6 separate regions of the Mus musculus genome follow, and all the other regions are linked to region 2. Evidence: chromatin contacts called from public Hi-C, HiChIP or PLAC-seq and promoter capture Hi-C data. All regions are on one chromosome and are shown on one strand. Each heading gives the region's core, a stretch centred on a gene start, on an enhancer-like site or on the middle of the called end of the contact. The rest is flanking DNA. Distances are from core to core; before and after follow the strand shown.

Region 1 (3,211 bases), core at 663-3,162, 330 kb before region 2:
ATCCCACACCATCCACAGACATGCAGTTTTCACCTCCTGAATTCTCTTCCATGTACTCAAATACTAAAAGCTTGTGTGCATGGTAATAAATAAATAAGATTTCTTTTAATGGATCCAGACTTACCTGAGGACAACTGTAGGGTTAATACAACAAAGATTCCTCTTTACTTTGTGTGTGTGTATCTGTGTGCATGCATGTGTGTGTGTGTGTTAAAAGATGAACTAAGACACCACTTTTTGCTGACTCTGAGCTCTCCTATTTGGTTGGTCTTACTAGTCAGCTTTCCCTGCAGCTCGCCTAAATGCCTACTAAGCTGGGATTATAAATAAGCAAGCCACTATGCTTGCCTGGATTTTTTTATATATGTATGGGTGCTGGGAATCCAAACTCCAGCATTCATGCTTGCACGGCAAGCCCCACCACTGAGCCATCTTTCCAGACTCCACAGCTTTTTCTTTAATGGTAGAAAACTGCATACATACAAGAGGTTAGAGTCTATGTCAATGTTTCTCCCCTCTGGCCATCACCCATTCTCCCCATGCTACTCAGTTGATCTACAACAAACACAAGCCAACTGTGTTCATTTTGAACCATTTTACTGTGTATTTTTATACACAGTTGGTTTTTTATTTTAGTTATGTGTATGGGTATGTGCTTACGTAGGTGCCCATGGGGGCCATGGAGGTCTCAGGAATCCCAAGAACTAGAGTGTGTAACGTTTGCTGTCACTTCAACAGTTGCCCGATTATCTGTCAGATGTCTCAGAATCTCTGCCTTTGTGTTTAAGTAATTCTTAACTTTGCATAAAATGGGCACAGAACACAGAAGTAGTGAGGAATTGCAGGCATTCAAGAAAACACATGAAAAGACATTAATTCTACCATTGATGGCAAGGCTATAGAAAACAGGAAAAATTCTAATATGTTTAGAATTTCCCTGAATGCACAATTTCAGTTTGAAGCCTTGAAAACCATCCCTCTTGGGAGAATAGGATTTCTGTGTGGTGAAATACATTAATTCTTGAAGTCAGACCTATGAACCAAGATATATTCAGAAAATCTATCCATCCCTGGCCCTCCCTGCCCTGTACATTTTTCTTAGATCTTGTGATATGCCTTCCGTTAAGTAATACGTCATTGCTGTACCTTCCAATAAGCCATGAATTGTATTAATTTTACATAAGAAGGGAGGAACAAGAAAGGAGGTTGGAATTCTTCCTAATAGGAATAAGTAAATCTATCTCTAGTTATGACTTGTTTTCTTAGATCAGTGCTGGTGTGCTTCTGTTTGTGGCACAAGAGCACTTACCAACAGCCACGCCATTTTAAGGAGAATTTCAAACAAACAAACAAACAAACAAACAAACAAAAAACAAAAACAAAAACAAAAGGAGAAGACTATCAATGCAAACCACTTTTATGTTTAAGGAAAGGATACAAATATAAGATTCATATTGCAAAACCTAATTTTGCATTGAGACTCTCACCAAAGATTTAGGAATGGATGGATGCATTTTGAAAGAGAGAGAGAGAGAGAGAGAGAGAGAGAGAGAGAGAGAGAGAGAGAGAGAGAGAGAGATCTGTGTTCACTGCCCTAGCTGCGGGAGAGCTCTTCAGAGTCTACCATTTTACAGGCAGCAAGTGAAAATATAACTCTTAAGACTCATGCCACAAACCCCTAATGCCTAGTCGACTTCTAAAAGATTGCATCTAGTTACAAGATACACAATTCAAAGCTTACAAAAAAAAAAAAAAAGAGTAATTAAGAAAACTTTTTTTCTATTGCAAGAGAAAACCAGATTGTTTCCATTAATTTTATGAGTGATGTTTATTTTTGTTGGCTAAGAACTAGGCCTGGGTTGGTGTGGCGCCCAGTGGGAGGGAGGTCTGACCAAAACAGCACACTGTCTGTCTATGTCACAGACATGCCTTGCATTCGTGCCTCTGTAGCCACACGGCACTCCCGACCTTCCCTTCCTCTACCCTGTCCAGCTGGGTTCTCAGGCGCCCTGTTGCCCTCCATTTGAGCGTTTAGGATCAGCATCCAGGCCCATCCATCAGCCTTCGGATCCTGCTCTGCTCTTTATTCTGCTGTCTCACTCCTCCATTCTTGTAAGATTCTCTCCAAACTGTTTCTCCAAAATTCTGCCTGTTTGACAGATCTCTTTTGCCCTTCTGTGTCCCGATTGGTGGCACATGAGTCTTCCAAAGTACCCTTGACGTAGTGCCGAATCTCCCCTCATATGCGGGTGCATAAGGAGGCAGGTTTAGCTAACGTCGGTATGGAAAGCAGTCTTCAGCAGTGAATATCTTCGGGGAAAAGCTATGGTGGACATATCGTTCCACAGTATCAGTGTTCACACTCAGAGCCTCACGGAAGGCTTCACCATCCGTCTAAGCTTTACTCAGTTCACTCTCTCAGTCTATGTTACTCATGGGCTGAGACATTGGGGTTCCTGACATGGCTGTGCCCGTGTGAAGCAGTGCACATCCATTCAGAACTTGATCCACCCCCTACGACTGACAGAACTACTAGCAAGCATTAGAAATGTTATATTTTTCTAGAGATGAGTAGGAAGTCCTCCTTTGTAATTTTCCTTGATCTCACGGAAATCAGGAACGACAAGTCTGGAGGCCCAACAGTGGACTCATGTTTAGGCATGGGAAGAGGCACTGCCTACAGCTGTCTGTAAAATAGGAATCAAGAAGAGGGGCAGATAGCATCCTGGTGAAATGAGCTATGTCTCAGGTACCACTAAACATCAGCCACTCACCTTTAGGCCAGAAGAGGGAAGCAAACTGCAGCCTAAGTGACTGCCTGTTACCTGTGAACAGGTAGGCATCTTACCTGTGGAGAGGTAGGCGTCTCCCACATAAGCAGCCTAGAAAGCTCTTTGGCCTGCTGAGCCTGCTTCTATTCAGTTCCCAGTGTTAATTCTTGTATCTGGTAACTGGTGTCACCATCAGCGATGGGGTAGATGAGGCTCTGACCCTGTATGGCACCTGATGCTTCTCCATCATGGCTCATTCTCAAGGATATGGAAGCCATGGCTGTTAGGCTACTCATGCCACTGAGAAAACCAGAGTCTAGTTATCTGTCTGTTCTCTATCCCTGCATGGGACTTCCAAAGGACACTTTAGTTTCCTTAAATCAACAACAACAACAACAACAACAACAACAACAAAACCCTAAGCCTCCTCTTGATCATTT
Region 2 (3,440 bases), core at 285-2,784:
TGTGGTCTCAACTCAGCTGTGGCTGCCTACAGTGAGTTCATAACAAGACTGGGCCTGCCAATAGTCAATTATGGAAGAGAGAGAGAGAAAGAGAGAGAGAGAGAGAGACAGACAGACAGACAGACAGACAGAGACAGACAGACAGACAGACAGAGACAGACAGACTGAGAGACAGAGAGAGACAGAGAGAGAGAGACAGAGACAGAGAGACAGAGAGAGAGACAGAGAGAGAGAGACAGAGACACAGAGAGAGAGAGAGAGACAGAGAGAGAGAGAGTCGCAGGGGAGAGGTTCCCAGATGAAACCGCTTCCCAATGAACTACTCCTAGCTTACTCTGGAGCACATCAGCATCAGACTCCGGTGGATGGTTCTAAATCCTGGTTAAATTCAGCAGGCCTATAAACAAAGCAAAACAAAACAACAACAAAACCCTCATGAATATAGGAATGTGCCTTGAGGGAAGGTATGGAAGAGGTATAAAGATGGAATGGAGATGAGAAATAAGAAAAGGTAAGAGGGTATAGTAATTGGAATATGCTTTATATGTGTATGAAGTTGTCAAAGAGCAAATTCAATAGTTTTTTTAATCAACTCTCCAGGAGGAAAAAGGTTAAATTCCTCTCAAGTACTTTTTTCCTGTAGTGGGAAAGCTTGTTAAAGCTATGACCTCACAGCTGACAATTGCCTAACTGTGGAACAGCATCAATAGCAAAAAAAAAAAGGTTTTCCTGTGTTTGTTTGCTCAGCACCTTTGAGTGCCACATTGATGAGAGGAAACTGTTCAGCGTGTCTTTCAGCTCCTAAGGTCTTGCCCAGAGTCCTGGATTCCTCTCTCATTCACAGAGATTAAACGCGCAGATAGAGTACATAGGGTCCCACATTCCCAGTCCTTCTGAGGCTACGGAGAAGGAGTTCTTCATTATGACTATTGTATTAGGTTTCATCTGCTCATGTCCTGGTCCTACCGACAAGGCTCAGCCTGCCTCGTTGCTCTTCTCTGAAGCTTTTCCTCACATCTTACAAAACCTCCTCTTACACACCGAGGAACTAACAAAGGAGCGTGTCTTAACTCGGTAAACATCCCCCATCCCGCCCCCTCTCCTGTCTCCAAGCTTCTTCCGACATTCAGACTCTCATCCCCAAGCGAAGAATTTCCCCATAAATATTTTATAACTTCCTAAGTCCATAGACTACCTCGGTCCAGCTTTATTATTATATCTCATTTCTTATCTGGCACAAAGTTTTCCTCCTTGAAACGTATTCCTCTTGTGTGGCCCTGTGTCCGTTTGTCGGTTGCCAGAAGACAGCATGCTGGAACAGAAAGCTCCCGGGCAGTGTATGTCAGCCAGGCTTTGGGGTTTTTGTTGTTCATTTCCTTCTCTGGGTCGCCCCTGTGCGCCTTTGTGGGGACTGTCGAGCCTTGGCACAAACCGCAGCTCCTGAATGGGACATTCTTCCAACAGACAGTGTGTTCCCAGCTTGCCCAGCAAGAGCTTCCTTGGCAGCCTGGCAAGGACACCATTGAAGACAAGGCAGCCCAGGGCGACCTCCACAATGACTGTGGCTCTGACTCAGTCGTGAAGTATTTGCTGTCAGTGGTGCATAAAAAAGGCAGGGCTTCACAAGATGGCTTTTCTTTTTTCTTTTCTTTTCTTTTCTTTTCTTTTCTTTTCTTTTCTTTTCTTTTCTTTTCTTTTTGTTTGTTTGTTTTGTTTTTCGAGACAGGGTTTCTCTGACCCACAAAGATGGCTTTACAGGTAGCCAAATTATTCACCCACCTGGGCGATGAGGAAACAAAGCCAAGTGAAAAAATTAGGTTTAAATACCATAGGCCAGTGCTGCCCCTATGTTTGAACAGGTAGCAAAAAGCCTAGCAAAAAGCCTGAAGCTATTTTTTTAATTTGTTTATTCACTTTACATCCTAATATAACCGCTCCCCTCTCCTCCCAGTACCCTCTCACATAAATCCTTCCCCTATTCCCTCCCCTTCTCCTTTGAGAAGGGGTTGCTCCCCTTGGTGTCCCCCTCCCTGCAGCACATCCGCTCTTTGCAGGAGCATCCTCTCCCACTGAGGCCAGACAAGGCAGCACAGCTTGGGGAACAGGATCCACAGGCAAGCAACAGATTCAAGAACAGCTCCCTGCGTCTGTCATTGCGGGACCTGCATAAAGACCAAGCTGCACATGTTATATTATGTGCCAGCACCTAGTTCCAGCCCATGCGAGCCTGAGGTTATCTTAAAAGAAAAAGTCTGAATAGCTGAAGGTCAGGGGCGTGGTGAGGGTTGGGGTTGTAACTCTTGGGCCTAGATGGGAGGACCTTCAGCTGGTCCGGTCGTCTCTGCTCCCCAGTGTCTGGATGTGACCCCTGCTCACTTCTTAGGATTATTTGTAAGAGACCAGTTCTGACAAGGTAGGAATCAACACGAGTCGAACTGGAAAGTTCTCTTCAGCTTCACTCTTGGACTGGGTGTGGGATGAACAAATTCACATTCTCTGAAAGCGGGAGACCAAGACAGATGACCGGCTTCCAGGAACATCCCCTTTGGACCTTATTGTTCTCTGGGACCTAGGGGGCTGGTGGGGGTGCGGATGGAAGCTGGACCTTGTGGGGAAGATGGTGTTCTTTTACATTTCTGAGCCCTACCAAATATTCTCTTTGTAGCTAAGTAGTTTGTGATAGTATCTTCCCTCACACTTGCCACTACCATGCCTGTCCTACTTAAGAGTTCAGCTCTCTCCTGCTCCAGGGAAAGTTCTTTTTCTTCCCCTGTAAAAAGTGAGAAGTCTCTAAAGATTTCGGACTTTTGCTTTCCAAAAGCCAAAACTTTTAAAGTACAGTGCTGGGGAAATGGAATGAGTCTGTGAGTAGAAAACACATAAAGAAGGGTTTTTCCTGTTTGCTGTGTAACAATTTCTTCTAAGAGTAACCAGGAAATGAAGTATCCCATGGAAATAAAAAACTCAAAAGGTTCAGAAGAGCCTGAAACTGACCATATTTGCTAGGCCTCTCCATCCCAAGCATGGGTTAACTGCAAAGACTCCCAAGTGGCATTCTCAGACACGCTGAGCTTCCTGGAAGAGGCAGAAACTGAGCCCCATGGAAAGGGTACTCTCCACCTGTTGAACTGCCTTCAGTTTATACAGTATGCTCCAGGTTTCCCACTCTTGTGAGCTGTCACACGCTGTGGTGGGATTTAGACACATAGCTGTTTCCTTTCCTGTAAGTAACCTTTACCCATATCCCTTTAAATAGTCCCGATAAAACTCACTTGTTCACCAAATTGCACACCAGTGGCATCTGCACTTTGCTCTGTCATTTGTTCCCTAGAGGGTGAGTTGACGTCTATTGACATCTTCTTTGCAATCGTGTCATACAACACGGTTTCTAAAGACAGAGAAATATCTTGACTGGCTGCAGATGAGCCGAACACTGGGTC
Region 3 (3,587 bases), core at 848-3,347, 420 kb before region 2:
ACACCGGACGCTGGAGGACAGGGTGAGCCACCCCTTTAGCTATCACATCACATTTCAAACACCCCACTGAAGGCAGCCTAACTGCAGCTCCTTCCATTAAGTAAACATGTTCTCTGTAGAGAATCCGGTGTAACAATCTTACTATGTATTGTTGCAACATTTTAATTTTGGGCATTGACAATAAAAAATTAAGAAACATTTTGTACAAGAATGCTTTTGATCAGTGCTGTCAGCAGAGATGCTGGACAGCTGATAGAGAGAAACTCTTAGGATGGCTATGTTATGTTCTATAGTAATTTGAAGGATTTAACCAGTCTTATTTTAATTAATCGTGTCTTTAGAAGAGTGGCTGGTATGATCACTTTTCTCTACTACAAAGCTTTTTAAAAAAAATAATGCATGTAGCTCATTTTAATTATTAGGATATGTTCACTGTACAAGGTGATAAATTTCGTGATACTTTTCTCATTTACCCTCTACATTTCTCATGGCTAATCAAAGCTCCATTATATTTGCATACCACCTTTTCTTTATCTCTCCACATGTTGGTGGATGGACACCAAGGTCAGTTTAAGTTGGCTGTTATGAACCGTGCCATGCGAACCTAGCTGAGCGAGTGTCTCTGTACTGCGTGTGCTCCTGAGGGTAGTATAGCTGGATCTTATGCTGGCTGTTTTCACTATGTAAAGGATGCGATCCCTGGGAGGCACACCCTCTGCAGGCTGCATTCTCAGTTAGTCCTGTTGCAGGAAGATGGGAAAAATGGGTGGACTGGAAACCATGAAACTAACAAAATATGTTAAAATCAGAAGGATAATTATGGCGTGTTTTTTGTTATATCTAGATTTTACATACACACACACACACACACACACACACACGAGCATGTGAATGACATGACACACACAAGAGTACCACAGGGTGATTCTTCAGGAAGAAGAAAGGACTGTCTGGGTAAAACAGGAAAAACAGGAAAGGATAATATAGATGTATAGGGTAATGATGAATTTTAATAAAAATATGAAATCCAATCACTTTGTACAATGCATATATGCTAATAATAACTATTTTTACCTTGTAGATTTTTTTAATTTGTAGAAGTTCATAAACTGAAGCAATTTCTGCATTCTCTTGTATTATAGTAATGAATTCAAAATAATTTCCAATAATTGAATTTATTTGGAATATATGTGATGATGAGCTAGTCCAAAAAGTAGTTTGCCATTAATTAAGGTACAAAATTAAATAACAATATTTAAAAAGTTAAAGCACAAAATTAAGTAACAGTTTATTTAAAGGTAGCATTATCGAAGTTGTGGAAGCTACTGGAGGTGTTAGCCTGCCAAGGAGTTCGGGGACTTCTTGAGCTAGCGAACCTTCAATCTAAATAGCTATCAAATAATCCTGTCCACTTTGGAACCACATCTGCCCTAGCTCACACCAGCGATTTTACTTATATCAGTGACCATGAGCATGATTTTACCTTCTGATATTTTTTAATATTCTATAATAATAGAGCTGTGGTAGAAGATATAAAAAGATGCAGTAAATATCCAAACTAAAAAGCTTAATATAAATTAAGTACTATCAGTTTAAGAATGTTTAATGATTACCATTAAAGGAAAGTAAGCCCTTTTGTTTCCTCATACCGAAAGTGCATGATCCAGGAAGCTTTCCCTGCTTAAAGGGGATTTGGGGCTAAATGCAGATAAATCTGAATTTCATAAAAATATGTCCTAGGCTTTAACTGTTCCAAATAGTCCATTTTATTTTACTGGAATTATGAAGACTCAGCTATTTCTCTTGTAAATCTCCCTATTTATAGTTGTCTGACATTGGCAAATATGTGCAATTCACCAAGAATTTCAGCCACTTAAAAGATCTTTTATTATTTTGGCTGGAGAAGAAGGCTTAGGATCCAGTCTCCAGCAAAGCGAAGGGTGCGAATCCAAGAGCGCATTTGCTTGCCTTGGGACTTCTTAACAGCTGGACGAGTTGGGAGGTTTGAACGTTTTGAAAAGAGAACTAAGGGCAAACCACTAAGTCAAAGAAGACACATCTGGAAAATAGAGCTCATGGCTGGGAAGGCGAGGCCCACGCACACTGAATGGGGTCAGGCCAGGCTCGTCCCCACCCTTCCCCGAAAGTGCTGGTCCCGCAGGTGATACATGTGCTCATGAAGCACAACTGGATTTTTCCTGAGAATGTTGTAGTTGGTGTTAGTAGATGTGCAGTAAATACCAAGGCCATGGTGAGGCTACCTTTGGGTGTGAAAAAATAGAAAAGGAAACACTTCCCTGCTGGGCTTCTATATCCGAACAGAGCCATAAGCCCTAATTTGGAAATTTTAGAAATAGCCCAATGTTGTGTTTTTGAGCTTTCCTTGAATATTTTATCCAATTTGATGTTTTACCTCCAGAACATATTTTAAAGATGACCTGCTAGACAGGTGTGCTATACGTGCACAAAGCATTAGATAGGAAGGAGTGTTTGGAGGGACAGTCTTTCCCTTTGTATATTTATGTTAGGGGCACTCTACTGTTTTTCTTGCTATGGTACCTCACTGGATCATTAAGATTTAAATCAGCACCTTCTCGCGAAGCAGAAAGATCATCTTTCCCACTTTGACACCTTCGAAGTTGACTTAGAATGTACCTAACAAAGCAATATGCTATGAAGTAAGTAGGTTAGAGATGGACATTCCTGGCCAGCAGAGCAATCCAGTGAGGTAAGAACACAGTCTGGACACTAGGGGGAGCAGCTGAGTCAGCCAGATCTAAAAGTCATCCACTCGCACATTTTGTTCAGTCTTGACGACTTTTGTTATAATTCTATTTACTTCAAAGTAGTTGTTTTAATTTATTTAGTGCCTGGAGAGTTCCCTTCATAATATTTCGAAGAAAATTATTCTCTGCATCATTGATTGGCTTTGAGGTAAGGGAGTATGGGGTGGTCAGCTCTAAAGCTGACATTTTGGAATCATATCCTCTCACAATTTGAGGATGGCTGCAATTACCAGCTGCCTGTTTGTGCAGATTTCAGTGCAGCAATAGAAGGATGTGTAGAGCCAGTCTAGTTTCTCACCACATTCTGTTCTCTCGAAAATGTCATTTTCAACCTGTAAGCAAACAGCTGTCATATTTGGTCTTGGACACACATGAGTGGTATGGCTTCAAGGCCCCAGAGCTCCCCTGCTTGTTCAAACACCACTGAAGCAGCTCCTGGGGACATTCGTCTTCATAATAATGACTCATTAGTTTGGGTCCTCAAAGCGTTGTGTGGCTGCGCACCAGGCACATCCAGGGAAGTCCCTAGGAGTTTGCAAACAGGGAGTGCTGAGAAGAAATGGGAGATGATCAAATAGTGAGAGATACTGTGTGGGCCCTGGACCGTGTCCTAGAACGCCCAAACCCAGATAGAATTGGATTGTGTGAAAACATACGGTTGGGGCCAGTTCTGTGATAAAGAGAACTAGCTGAAGGGTTTTCCAATTACTGATCAGTAATAGCAATATGAAAACAGGGTGAGAGGCGAGTGATCAATGCAATTGAAAAATTATGGCTTGGGAAATATCCCCCTGTGAGTCC
Region 4 (3,403 bases), core at 373-2,872, 290 kb before region 2:
GTCCCTCTGAAGGTTACTCCAAGACTCCAGAAGGCCTTATTAGAACAATAATGTTTTTCAGAAATGACAAAGGAATGCTTCCCAACTTAACAACAGTGGGGGCCAAAATAGTAGAAATCGAGCCACAGTCTCTGAATTCCAGCAATGATAAGCAGAGAACCCAAAGATTTATCATCACATCTCCTGCTCCCGGACAGGGACAGTCTGCCTCCAGCTAAGCTGTCTGTAATGATTTCATTGAGCACTAGACATAGAACTCACCACAGTCTTGGCGGGTGGCATCAAGGTAAGAGTGCTCTCTGGCACCTTCACTTTCCCCCTTAGGGGTTCTGAAAGTAAAGATTGAGTCCTCCCCAAGTCTGAGATAGGGTCTATATAAGCCTCCTCCCTATTTTTTCTGGAAATACACTATCTATGTTCCCATTATGTGCAGCCGGAAGTCTGAAGATCAGCCAAGAGGCAGCTGAAAATGAAGCCCGGATGCAGGGGTGCCCTGAGACCCTACAGTTAGAAGATCTGAAGATGGAAAGATATGGTCTTGGGAGGCCAAAATGGGCTGGTATATGTAGACATCAGAGGGATTGCAGAAAAACTAGAACCTCACGAGGTATTAGTAACTGCCAAGGTCCCCAACACAGAAGCCTAGCCTAGCCAAGTGGTACCTCGGTGTCAGAGGACGTACTGCCTGGAGCCCAAAGGAAGTCTAAAGCTAAGGAAGAGGAGAGTGAGAAACAGAGGCGATAAGGAAGAGGACAGTGAGAAACAGAGGCGATGAGTGGAACCTGCAGCTGTTGACAAGAACCCACACTGAACATCTCTGAGCTCCAGGGCTCTCCACTCGCACAGAACGAAGTATGGTATGTCGTTGTCCTGGCAACCCACTTCTACTTAATAGATCACCTTCTGCATTTAGTGTCTTAAAGCAGGCATTTATTATCTCAAACTTTCCATGGGGTCAGAAGGAGTTTATCTAGATGATTGTGAGTTGCAACATTTTATGAAGTCAGGCTGCAATCTGATGGTGGTCCAACTAAGTTCACCTGAGGCTGTGCTATTGGTACCAGATCTTAGAAGGTCAACAAAGTCAACAGAGTGCTGAACAGCTGGGTCAGAGCCCTAGAATCTAACTGCTTCCTCACAAGCTTGATGGCTCCAGGTTAGGTGTTTGAGACTTGGGGCTCCAAGGGATGCTGAATCGCTTTTTAGGATGTAGCATCCAGGTTGTTAGAAACCACCATGGCCAGTCTATCCTTAAAGAAAAGAGACTTAAATTTTATCTTTTAATAGAAATTGTAGTCATATTACAAAAGATGTACAGGTCACTGTTGATCACAAGTCATGTATACTGAGCCCATAGACAAAATACCTCTATTCTGTACTGTGCTTTGTTTTCTGTTGCTGTGATAAATCACTGACTGAGAAAATAATCTGAGAAGAACAGGGTTTATTTTAACCTATATTTCCAGGCAACAATCCACCATTGAGGGAAGTCAGAGTAAGAAATCTAGCAGTAATTGAAGCAGAAACCACAGAGGAATGCGGCTTATTGACCAGCTCAGTGGCTTACTCAGAGAACTTTCTTGTTTAATGCAGACCTACCTGCCTAGGAATGCCGCAGCCCTCAGTGGACTGGGCCCTCCCAAATTAGTCATCATTCAAGACAATCTTTTATAGACATGACCACTGGCCAGTCTGATCTGGGAAATTCACCAACTGAGGTTTCCTCTTTCCGTGTTAACTCTAGGATGTATGAAGTTGACAATAAAAATTACCCATCACACCCCATAACACACAAGGTCTGTAATATATTACCTGTTATGTATCTGTCTCTGGCTTGGGGTCTGAAATCTCATCTAAATTTAGTAAAAGTGCTATACCTGGGGCTCCTAGGGTATAGGTCCTTGTATTTGTTCCATAATTAACATACTGTGAAAGAGTCATCACAGGACAACCTAAACAGATGTTTCAGAAACAGAGCACATGTAGTAATTAGTAGTGTGTGACCATTCTGAAGTCCACAAGGGGCATTGCCTGTTCCTTGATTAGAGGTCAGTATTCCCGGGGCTTTCAGCTCCATGTTCTAGACTCTTGGCTCCTTCCAGTTATCCTTTCTTTTCTATTAGTATACCCTGATTTTATGGCTGAATGACTTCTCAGAGGCATTCGGAGGCCTGAAGTTCCTCTTCATTTTGTTCAAACTCTGTAATAGTTAGTGTTAATTGGCAGTTGGGGTGGGGAGTAAGATCACTTGAAAACTGTTTCCTGACAATCTTATTGGGGGACTCTCTATCTCATAAAAACATAGGATAGCACCAGTGTCTTTAATAACTAGCCTTGAACACCACATAGAATTGTTTTTTATTCCTCCCATCTCTCTCTAAGATCTACTTCTTTATTTAAAAATCGGAGTCACCAAGACCAGCCCAATGTTTAATAAGAGATGAGAAAGTAGCCTCAGCCCCTTGATGAGCAGAATTTTGAAGAATTTTTGCAGATTAGTTAATTTAAGTACTACACAGCCCATTGAAAAATGGTGTACACAATTACCCACCAAGAAACCTTGCCAGACTGATGAGAAGAAAACAGATGGAGATTTTCTTGTACTTCTGGGAATTAAGTCTCAGGTCTCTGGAATTATCTGCAATTGGATATTATCCCTCATAAGCTCCAAGGAAACCTTTGCCCATCTATGGCTCTTGGATCCTGAAGTGCTAATTGCCTGGCTTGCAGCAAAGTGTTCCAGAGGGAACTTCTACCCTCTACCCTTCCCTGGCTTCCCAGTTCCCAGAACTGAGTAACCAACTGTCCCAAAGGGAAGACAATTCTTTACGAACAGTATATGCTCCATCGCTTGTCTCTGAGACTTGCTAACAATGCTTGGATTTGCCTTACACTGGGCATGGTGTTTACAATAGTAATTCTTAAAAACACTGCTTGTCAGAGAATTAAATGAGGCGGCTTTAAATATTTCACAGGGAACTAATATAGTATCTTTGTCAACAGACAATCAAGTTCCGGGCTCCACCCCTTCAAAGGCAATGAAATCCCTTATCTATCAGGTGTTGATAGTAGGGGATGTACGTTTTATAGCCATTACTAGAATAGTGAGAAAAACATCCTCCCTGTGTGATAAAACTCTAGGTATTCAGAGATATTTATTTGCTGACTGACATATAACACTGTAGCTAGGTCCAGCCCATTTATGGGGGGAGGGGCTGTGTGTGTGGCCGTGAGGACTAGGAAGGAGGCTGCAACCAGGATGTGAAGTGTGCAAATAAATAAATAATAACAGTGTGTCTGCTCATAGGGGTGATGCAAGGGAGGGGCATGTTCAACCATAAAAGATGATTGACATTTCTGTTTCTATATTTAGACCATATCTTAGAATTCATAAAAATGTCTT
Region 5 (3,290 bases), core at 468-2,967, 300 kb after region 2:
GTAAACGATAAACATGACACAGAATATTCAACAGAAATTCTAATACCAATAAAATAAGAAAAAGGTTTGCTAAGACTCCTAAGAAAAGGGTAAAAAAAACTATTAGTTTGTTAGACTTGTCACAAGTAGATTTTTGTTTCTCTTTATATAACTTATCCTCCAAATAAATATTTTCTAAATGTATCAACATATAAAGTTGAACTGAGCATCCATGCAGCACCCAAAGTAGCGCTCCTCTGATTAATGTCATTGTGGTAAGCACCCCCAGGAGGGTTTTACATTCTCTCTCTTCCTTACCAAATCAACTTCACTCAAAACAGCAACAAAGCAATCTTGTTCCTGCCTATTTTAGTCTCAGTGTCCTTGCTGTCTTTTCATTATTTTTAACTGACATAACAAATAATGGAATCTGTATCTATCTTCCCAAAGTCCCTCTTTTACTTTCATGTCACACACATGAGTGTGTGTGTGTGTATTCTCCATTAGAAGCATGTCCTATTGTTTTTCCTCATAATTCTCATATTCCCATCACCTTCTCAGTAGATGCTCTCTCCCCTCAGCACTTACTACTACTATCTTATCAAACTCAAAGCTCACATATGAGCGCACTCGCAGGCGGGAAAGCACGTGCACTTTTCTGAGTTAAATTGTCTTTTCTTTCAGAAAAGAAAAAGGGTCATTTTCATGAACCCAAGTTGTATTTGCAAGTCATTGTATAAACACAATGTCCTTTTAAAAACAGATTGTTGAGCTGAATTTGTAACCTCTGGCAAATTAACTATCCCAAGACAAATTTTAAAAAAAGCAAATATCGAATAATTGCCTTCAATCTTCCTCTAAAATAAACCATTTTCTTAAGCTTCGTTAAATTTCATGAATATCACCAACATCTTGGTGACTGTAACTACCGAGGTTCAAGATGGAAGATTTATGTCCCTGTCCCTTCCCGTCCCCTCCACCCCACCCCATCCCACAGCTGGAAAGCTAACAGGTGTTTAAAGAAAACTGCTAATCTTTGGGAATTCCACAATCCCGCTACTCTTTTGACACAGCATTTAAGTGTACAGGGTTGTTTTGTTTTGTTTTGAACAGAACTACATATCGATGTCGACTTTGTCATAAGAGACTTTAGATCTCTCCAGAAAAGGTAAAAACCGATGTTTCTACCACCACACCACTAATTTGGAAAAGAAAAAGGCAAAAATATCGCCAGTGTAGTAGAGAATAAAGAAGTCCAGGTCAAATCATTTTTGTGAGATGCACGACCTCTCGCAAACTAAACATTTCTCAGTCATAATAAAAAGAAAACGGCAACGCATGGGGGGAAGGTAGCGGAATCGCAAACGCACTTTAATACCAGAACCCCACGTTACACATACATTATTTCGTAATGCCCTATATATACAACAACCTAAGGGTGGGCACTGTCCCTAAAGTTACAAATTCCGAGCCAATGCCGAGCTCTTTGCTGTACGAAGTGTGGAGGGCTTGATGAGTCTAAACTCAGAACCGCCGTAATCCCACATCGAAGGCTCGCCTTCCCTCGGGCAGTTCTGCAATGGCCTTTAGCCATTCATCGCCCTGTCTAGCAGAGACTCGCAAGCCGCTCGCAAAGGCTCCAGCAGCTCCCCAGCCCCAGCCCGCACACTGCATCCGCGCTCCTACCAACGCTCCCGGTAGACACCTTTCACTTCCGCCTCTGGACGCCCGGGAGGGAGCGGAGTGCGGAAGTAACGGCTGACTTCCGGCCTCGGCCTGGCGCAGAGGTGACGTCACTAGCCCGGCGCGCTGTGCCTAAATCCTCGGCCGCCTGACCGCGGGAGCCCAGCAGGGGGCGGCTGAGACTGTGGCTGCGGGGACTCTGGGCTCTGGGCTGGTTCGAGACCACAGGGCGGCGCCAAGGCTTCCCTCTGGCTGGGGCTGAGATTCTGCCTGCACCAAAGAACAGGTTCGGTTTGATCTCTTTCTTTTAGGTTGCTTTATAGACCTTGGGGGTCTTTGTTTGTTTGGTAGGTTGGTTGGGTTTTTTTTCCCCCAAATTCTTCTGCATTTTTCTGTTTGGTTTGGTGTTTGTAAGAATAAAGATTTCTATTTGGGAATTTAAATTATTAATAATCAGTTTACTCAGAAAGTGAAACTACTGATCACAGCTTATTCCTTGCCTGGGATTACTCAGTAGCTATTTACGGTGCACGTGTGGCTTGCGGAAAGCAAGACAACCTCGGCCTTCTGGACCGTAACTCCCATGGTCTCGCTTCTGCCAGAATATTCTCTCCTCAGCATGCCCCATGGATTTTCATTTATGAACACCAGGAGATGGCTTTAGTCCTCTTGAAAGTGATATCAATGAGGAAAAGGTGCAGCTGAGATATTGGAGAGGTTGGGAAGACGAAGGGCAGGGAGGGAAAGATGAGGGGCAAAGAAGAGAAAAAGAGAACTAGGAGCAGTGTGGTAGACAATGTTTCCCAAGAGGCTGTTCTGGGGTTCTCATCTTCCTTGAGGGATGTTGTTGTTGTTGTTGTTGTTGTTGAGACAACTTTGTATCAAAGTTGTGCTGCTATGCAAATCTCTCTCCTTTGCCATTTCGTTTTGAAAGGATAGTGACATGTGATGATGCTTGTGATTTTAGATGACCTCACTTGGAAGGAGGAGAGTAGGGAAGTCTACATCAAGATAAACCCCTCCCTAAAATTAGACTTAAAACCCTCAGGACTTAGACTCAATGTGTAGATCAAATGCCATGTCTGTGCTATCTTCAGAATTGTCCCTGTCCTCTTTTAACCAAAGATTGATAATAATGATATAACTAGTAATATTGATTATTGTGCCTTTATGTCTGCCTCACTAGCTTTTCCTTGTTTGAGTCTCAACAAACTCAATTAGAGTGAGAAAGGAATTAGCCCTCCATTCCTCTAAGAGAACCCACGGGTAAAATACCACCATCCATAGATTCCAGGATTCAATAAACAAATGTCCTTTCTACATCCTTGTCAATTACACAAATCTACATCTTCCTGTAATTACACTCAGGGTCTGTAGAGGGATTTTAATGTAACAACATGGCTACTCTAGCTATAATACAGACATGCCTTAGCACATTCCTTTAATCCCTCTGGCTGGAATACAAAGATGCCCTTATTCTACACCATTAACCCAAGAGAATGAAGGTAAAGTTAGTTTGTAGAAGGAAGTACCCATGTTTGAAAGGGGTATCTAATTAACTGGGAAACAAAGTGATGAACCAGAGAAAGATTTGACAGAATAGTATATGCCTAGATCTCATGAGAATA
Region 6 (3,293 bases), core at 431-2,930, 360 kb before region 2:
GAATGAGAATTGAGCTCTCAGAATAAACGAAGAAATCATGTCAGGGCAGAGCGCAAAAGAAACAGGAAAGGTGAGAGGGGCAGCAAGGAAGACAGAGCCCAGGAGCAGAGGAGCCCTGAAGTAAAGAAAGAGGAGACACTGTCACAGAGGATAGCCATGCTGATCATATCATGGGAGAGCAGACATTCAGCAGTGCCAACTGGCAGAGGCTTCAGAGGAGACAGGAGGAAGACCGTCTCTACTTCTAGTTAAGAAAAGAGACAACATTGGAATGGGCTTTGAGTTTTCTGTGACCACTCTTCTGTTAATTTTCTTTTTAGCTTAAAACTTTTTTAATTGTAGCCACCGTGTTCCCTTGGCTGTTTTCAAACACAGCTTGGAAACCCTTTCACTCTGCAATGCAGTGATATTTGAAGGCAGCTTGGGAAGCCGTCCACAAAGGTTCTTGCTCGCCACAGATCTTTGTCTCTCGTTCATCATCGTCTTGAACACAGTTGCCTAAGCATTTGGTTCATGTAACCATTAAAAACGCATGAACAAAAATGCTGTGGAGTAAACAGGGCTGCAATATTTTATGCAGTAACTTCTTGCCAAGTCGCCTCTTTGAAACTGGAGCCATTTTTATGTCATTGGAGTGTACTAGAACGATCTATAAACAAGATTTCTTTGGGGTTACATATTAAAACAGATGAAATCATTTTAAATAAAATGTTAAAAGCATTTACTTCCTAGCTCCAAGTTTGATCCAAAAACATAAAATAAACAAAAAATTATTCACCCAATTTAAAAAAGAGAGAGAGAGAGAAAAGAAAGAAGAAAGGGAAGGAAGGGAGGGAGGGAGGGAACTGTTAGCCCCCAATTCATTTGCTACCTAATCCTGGAGAGGATTTTGAAGACCTGAGACCTCAGTCACTGTCACTGTTCATCTCTTTGATCTTGCTTTGTGCTACCCTTTTCCTGTGTTTGTGTCTTGGACTTGGCTTATGAACACCCATTTTTCATCTTCTAGCTTTGTATGTAACTCTTATGGGAACTGGCGGCCAGGCCTCACAGACATAGCTGCTTGATGCTAGCCTTGCCATCGCCTTTAGTGTTTGGTTTGGTTTGGTTGTGTTTATATTTAATGAAGTATAATTTCTCTGTTGCCTGGTTCTACCTGACTGCATCAAATAACTCAGAGATTAATCAGACTGATTTTCTCCCAAAATGTAGATCCAGGTGACTTTTAATTCTCTACACTAGATACAAATGGGTTTCCCCCTCCCATCCTCTGCTATTTCATGGGTGCCCTGCACAGCACTGAGTCCAGATGGATTCTTTGTAAGCACTGTTTGACAAGGATTTGGAGGAGGGAGGGAAGAGAGCTTTTCCCCCTCTTTGCCTACAGCTGCTCTCAACATGGCTCATTGTGACTGAAAGGAAATGAATAAAGATGAGTTATCTGAACTGAAAATCAGCCAGAGAGAGGGAGCTGTTCACACTCCCCAACCTATCTACAAATTTAGCAAGGAGAATAGAGCATTGTCATCATTGATTTATTTGTATACTAATATTGGAAAGATTTGGTTTTTTCGGTATTGTACCTTTGGACATTTGAAGCCATTGTGAAAAGCCATATGGTTTTCTGTGAGGTTCCCATTACATCCTGTGCAGTGGAAGCCCTTTATGCAGTGCCTGTTGGCATGATCCACACTGAGCACTATGAAAATGCCATAGAGACAACTGAGAGCACACAAGTAGCATTACAGGAAACATTGGTTGTTTGAAATGGTGTTTTTGGATCAGCCTTCATTCGGATGGTATCGTCTCTTTTACGTTGCAGTTGCTTCCATATTTTGTGTATGACAGGATGACTGATTTGTATCCTGGAGACCCGGATATCTTAAGTGTTCAAAACATTTTAAGCATTGAAGCATATAGAAACAAGAGTTTAGAATCAGGTTCAGATCAGGGTAAGGAGTAACGCTCACAAGATTGGTTGCCCTATTCAATGTTATGTCTTCTCTCTCCCTCTACAAGAAGAATGAACTATATGCCCAGAAGGCAAACTGTCACTAAATGCTCTGCTGTTGACTAAGACCATGGTTAATGAGTACATGGACTTTGACCATAGTCAGCTTTTGTCCGTGATGCTCAGGAGTCCTGCTGTGTGTTGTCCTCTACAAATCCCATACTGCTGCTGGCTTTGCTTCATAGTCACATAGATCTGGAGTCAAATCCCAGCTACATCATTTCTTACTGTACATCTATTGTCCATGGTTAAGCAAGTGGCTAAGCATCTCCAAAGCTCAGACTCTTCATTTCCAAGTACTAGTAATACTGATCTTACCAAGCTGTTGTCAGTTAATGACAGCATTTTTATTTTTGACACATCAGAGATTTATGTTATATAGTATATGCATTTGGCATATCTTAGTACTTTGTTTACTCGAGAAGCATTAAGGCCTTATAGCCTGGCCATTAGGAGTTCTGCTTTCAAAATGATCTTTCTGGGTTTGAGTGACATCTCTGAAACATTAATTTTGTGGCCTTCGGAAAGTAGGTCCCTTGCCTTATCCAAATAATTTATAACTCACAGACATGTCCTGAGAAATGACTGATAAAATACTCTCAAATACTTAGCTTCAGACTTGCTAGATATGAAAAAAGTACTCATCACTCTTATTTGTTAGTCTTATAGGGTTGTGGGCAGGTAGTATTGATATCTGTGATTTCTGGCATGTTCTGTATAAACAATAAGTGGAGTGCTATTCTGTAAGGAGTAGTCTTTATGTGTGTATATACCTATATGTGAGGATATGTATGTGTGTGTATGTGCACATGTATAGGATACCAGAGGTCAATCTCACATGAATTCCTCAGGTGTTGTCAACCTTAATTGAGACAAGGTCTCTCTTTAGCCCAGAGCACACCAGGTAGACCAGGCTGGCTGGCTAAGAAGCCCCAGTGAAACAAAATTAATGCTCTAGGGCTGGCATTCAAACTCAGAAAGTCCATTCTGAAAACAGAACTCCTAATGGCCAGTCTACAGTGCCTCCATGCTCTCAGGCAAATGAAGTGCTAAGATTTGCTGATGGTATGTACTATATGAATTCCAAATGTATACCACTGTGTCCAACTTCTTTACTTGAATATCAAAAACATTCTTCATGAGGAACCCCTGGTTCATCAGGGTCTCAGAGGACTCCATATGACTTAATGTCTGCTGTTCTTGTATTTTTCCAAAGCTGTGATACGTTCAGAGCTCCCAAGAGTCTCTCATGATGTCCATTTGCCAAGCAGAGAATGTTTTA

Evidence for each region. Promoter capture Hi-C pulls out the DNA fragments that hold promoters and counts their contacts. A called contact is a pair of places that touch in the nucleus more often than the background predicts. HiChIP or PLAC-seq counts read pairs in DNA pulled down with a chosen protein or histone mark.
Region 1: a contact with region 2 is called in a Hi-C map of uterus, with 1.7 times the contacts expected there. The contact joins two enhancer-like sites. A contact is called at or near these places in 3 of 484 Hi-C or Micro-C datasets (epidermal suprabasal cells and uterus) and 1 of 115 datasets of contacts at active chromatin or transcription factors (astrocytes).
Region 3: a Hi-C map of uterus shows a contact between it and region 2, with 3 times the contacts expected there. The contact joins two enhancer-like sites. A contact is called at or near these places in 1 of 15 datasets of contacts at CTCF or cohesin (the NIH/3T3 cell line), 8 of 484 Hi-C or Micro-C datasets (the HL-1 cell line, brown adipocytes, embryonic fibroblasts and 5 more) and 1 of 115 datasets of contacts at active chromatin or transcription factors (astrocytes).
Region 4: a contact with region 2 is called in a FOXA1 HiChIP or PLAC-seq map of pancreatic cancer cells. The contact joins two enhancer-like sites. A contact is called at or near these places in 1 of 15 datasets of contacts at CTCF or cohesin (the NIH/3T3 cell line) and 1 of 115 datasets of contacts at active chromatin or transcription factors (pancreatic cancer cells).
Region 5: a contact with region 2 is called in a promoter capture Hi-C map of the SN4741 cell line, with 4 times the contacts expected there. The contact joins the promoter of Mterf1b here to the enhancer-like site in region 2. A contact is called at or near these places in 4 of 39 promoter capture datasets (the 3T3-L1 cell line, the SN4741 cell line, cranial neural crest and 1 more), 1 of 115 datasets of contacts at active chromatin or transcription factors (astrocytes) and 2 of 9 other capture datasets (adipose tissue and pancreatic islet).
Region 6: a Hi-C map of uterus shows a contact between it and region 2, with 2.8 times the contacts expected there. The contact joins two enhancer-like sites. A contact is called at or near these places in 3 of 39 promoter capture datasets (cranial neural crest, embryonic stem cells and liver), 2 of 484 Hi-C or Micro-C datasets (liver and uterus), 3 of 115 datasets of contacts at active chromatin or transcription factors (astrocytes, embryonic basal ganglia and embryonic limb bud) and 1 of 9 other capture datasets (embryonic tail).

What each region holds. Positions count from the first base shown.
Region 1 is chr5:4,824,867-4,828,077 of GRCm38.p6, reverse strand. The region is part of intron 14 of Cdk14 (cyclin-dependent kinase 14); the gene reads left to right. Among named protein-coding and RNA genes, the nearest start is that of Fzd1, 68 kb to the right of the region's middle. Within about 2 kb of position 1,912, at least 34 of the 459 cell types and tissues checked have an H3K27ac peak or open chromatin away from gene starts, as enhancers often do. A contact at or near this core is called in uterus, where this site is marked.
Region 2 is chr5:4,494,330-4,497,769 of GRCm38.p6, reverse strand. No RefSeq gene overlaps it. Among named protein-coding and RNA genes, the nearest start is that of Gm40261, 220 kb to the right of the region's middle. Within about 2 kb of position 1,534, at least 122 of the 459 cell types and tissues checked have an H3K27ac peak or open chromatin away from gene starts, as enhancers often do. A contact at or near this core is called in the SN4741 cell line, adipose tissue, astrocytes and 2 more, where this site is marked.
Region 3 is chr5:4,917,736-4,921,322 of GRCm38.p6, reverse strand. The region is part of intron 12 of Cdk14 (cyclin-dependent kinase 14); the gene reads left to right. Among named protein-coding and RNA genes, the nearest start is that of Fzd1, 160 kb to the right of the region's middle. Within about 2 kb of position 2,097, at least 9 of the 459 cell types and tissues checked have an H3K27ac peak or open chromatin away from gene starts, as enhancers often do. A contact at or near this core is called in uterus, where this site is marked.
Region 4 is chr5:4,786,845-4,790,247 of GRCm38.p6, reverse strand. No RefSeq gene overlaps it. Among named protein-coding and RNA genes, the nearest start is that of Fzd1, 30 kb to the right of the region's middle. Within about 2 kb of position 1,622, at least 26 of the 459 cell types and tissues checked have an H3K27ac peak or open chromatin away from gene starts, as enhancers often do. A contact at or near this core is called in pancreatic cancer cells, where this site is marked.
Region 5 is chr5:4,190,794-4,194,083 of GRCm38.p6, reverse strand. It overlaps Mterf1b (mitochondrial transcription termination factor 1b), which reads right to left and starts at 1,717. Exons shown (of 2, transcript NM_001042670.1): 1 at 1,666-1,717.
Region 6 is chr5:4,849,793-4,853,085 of GRCm38.p6, reverse strand. All of the region lies in intron 14 of Cdk14 (cyclin-dependent kinase 14), which reads left to right. Among named protein-coding and RNA genes, the nearest start is that of Fzd1, 93 kb to the right of the region's middle. Within about 2 kb of position 1,680, at least 31 of the 459 cell types and tissues checked have an H3K27ac peak or open chromatin away from gene starts, as enhancers often do. A contact at or near this core is called in uterus, where this site is marked.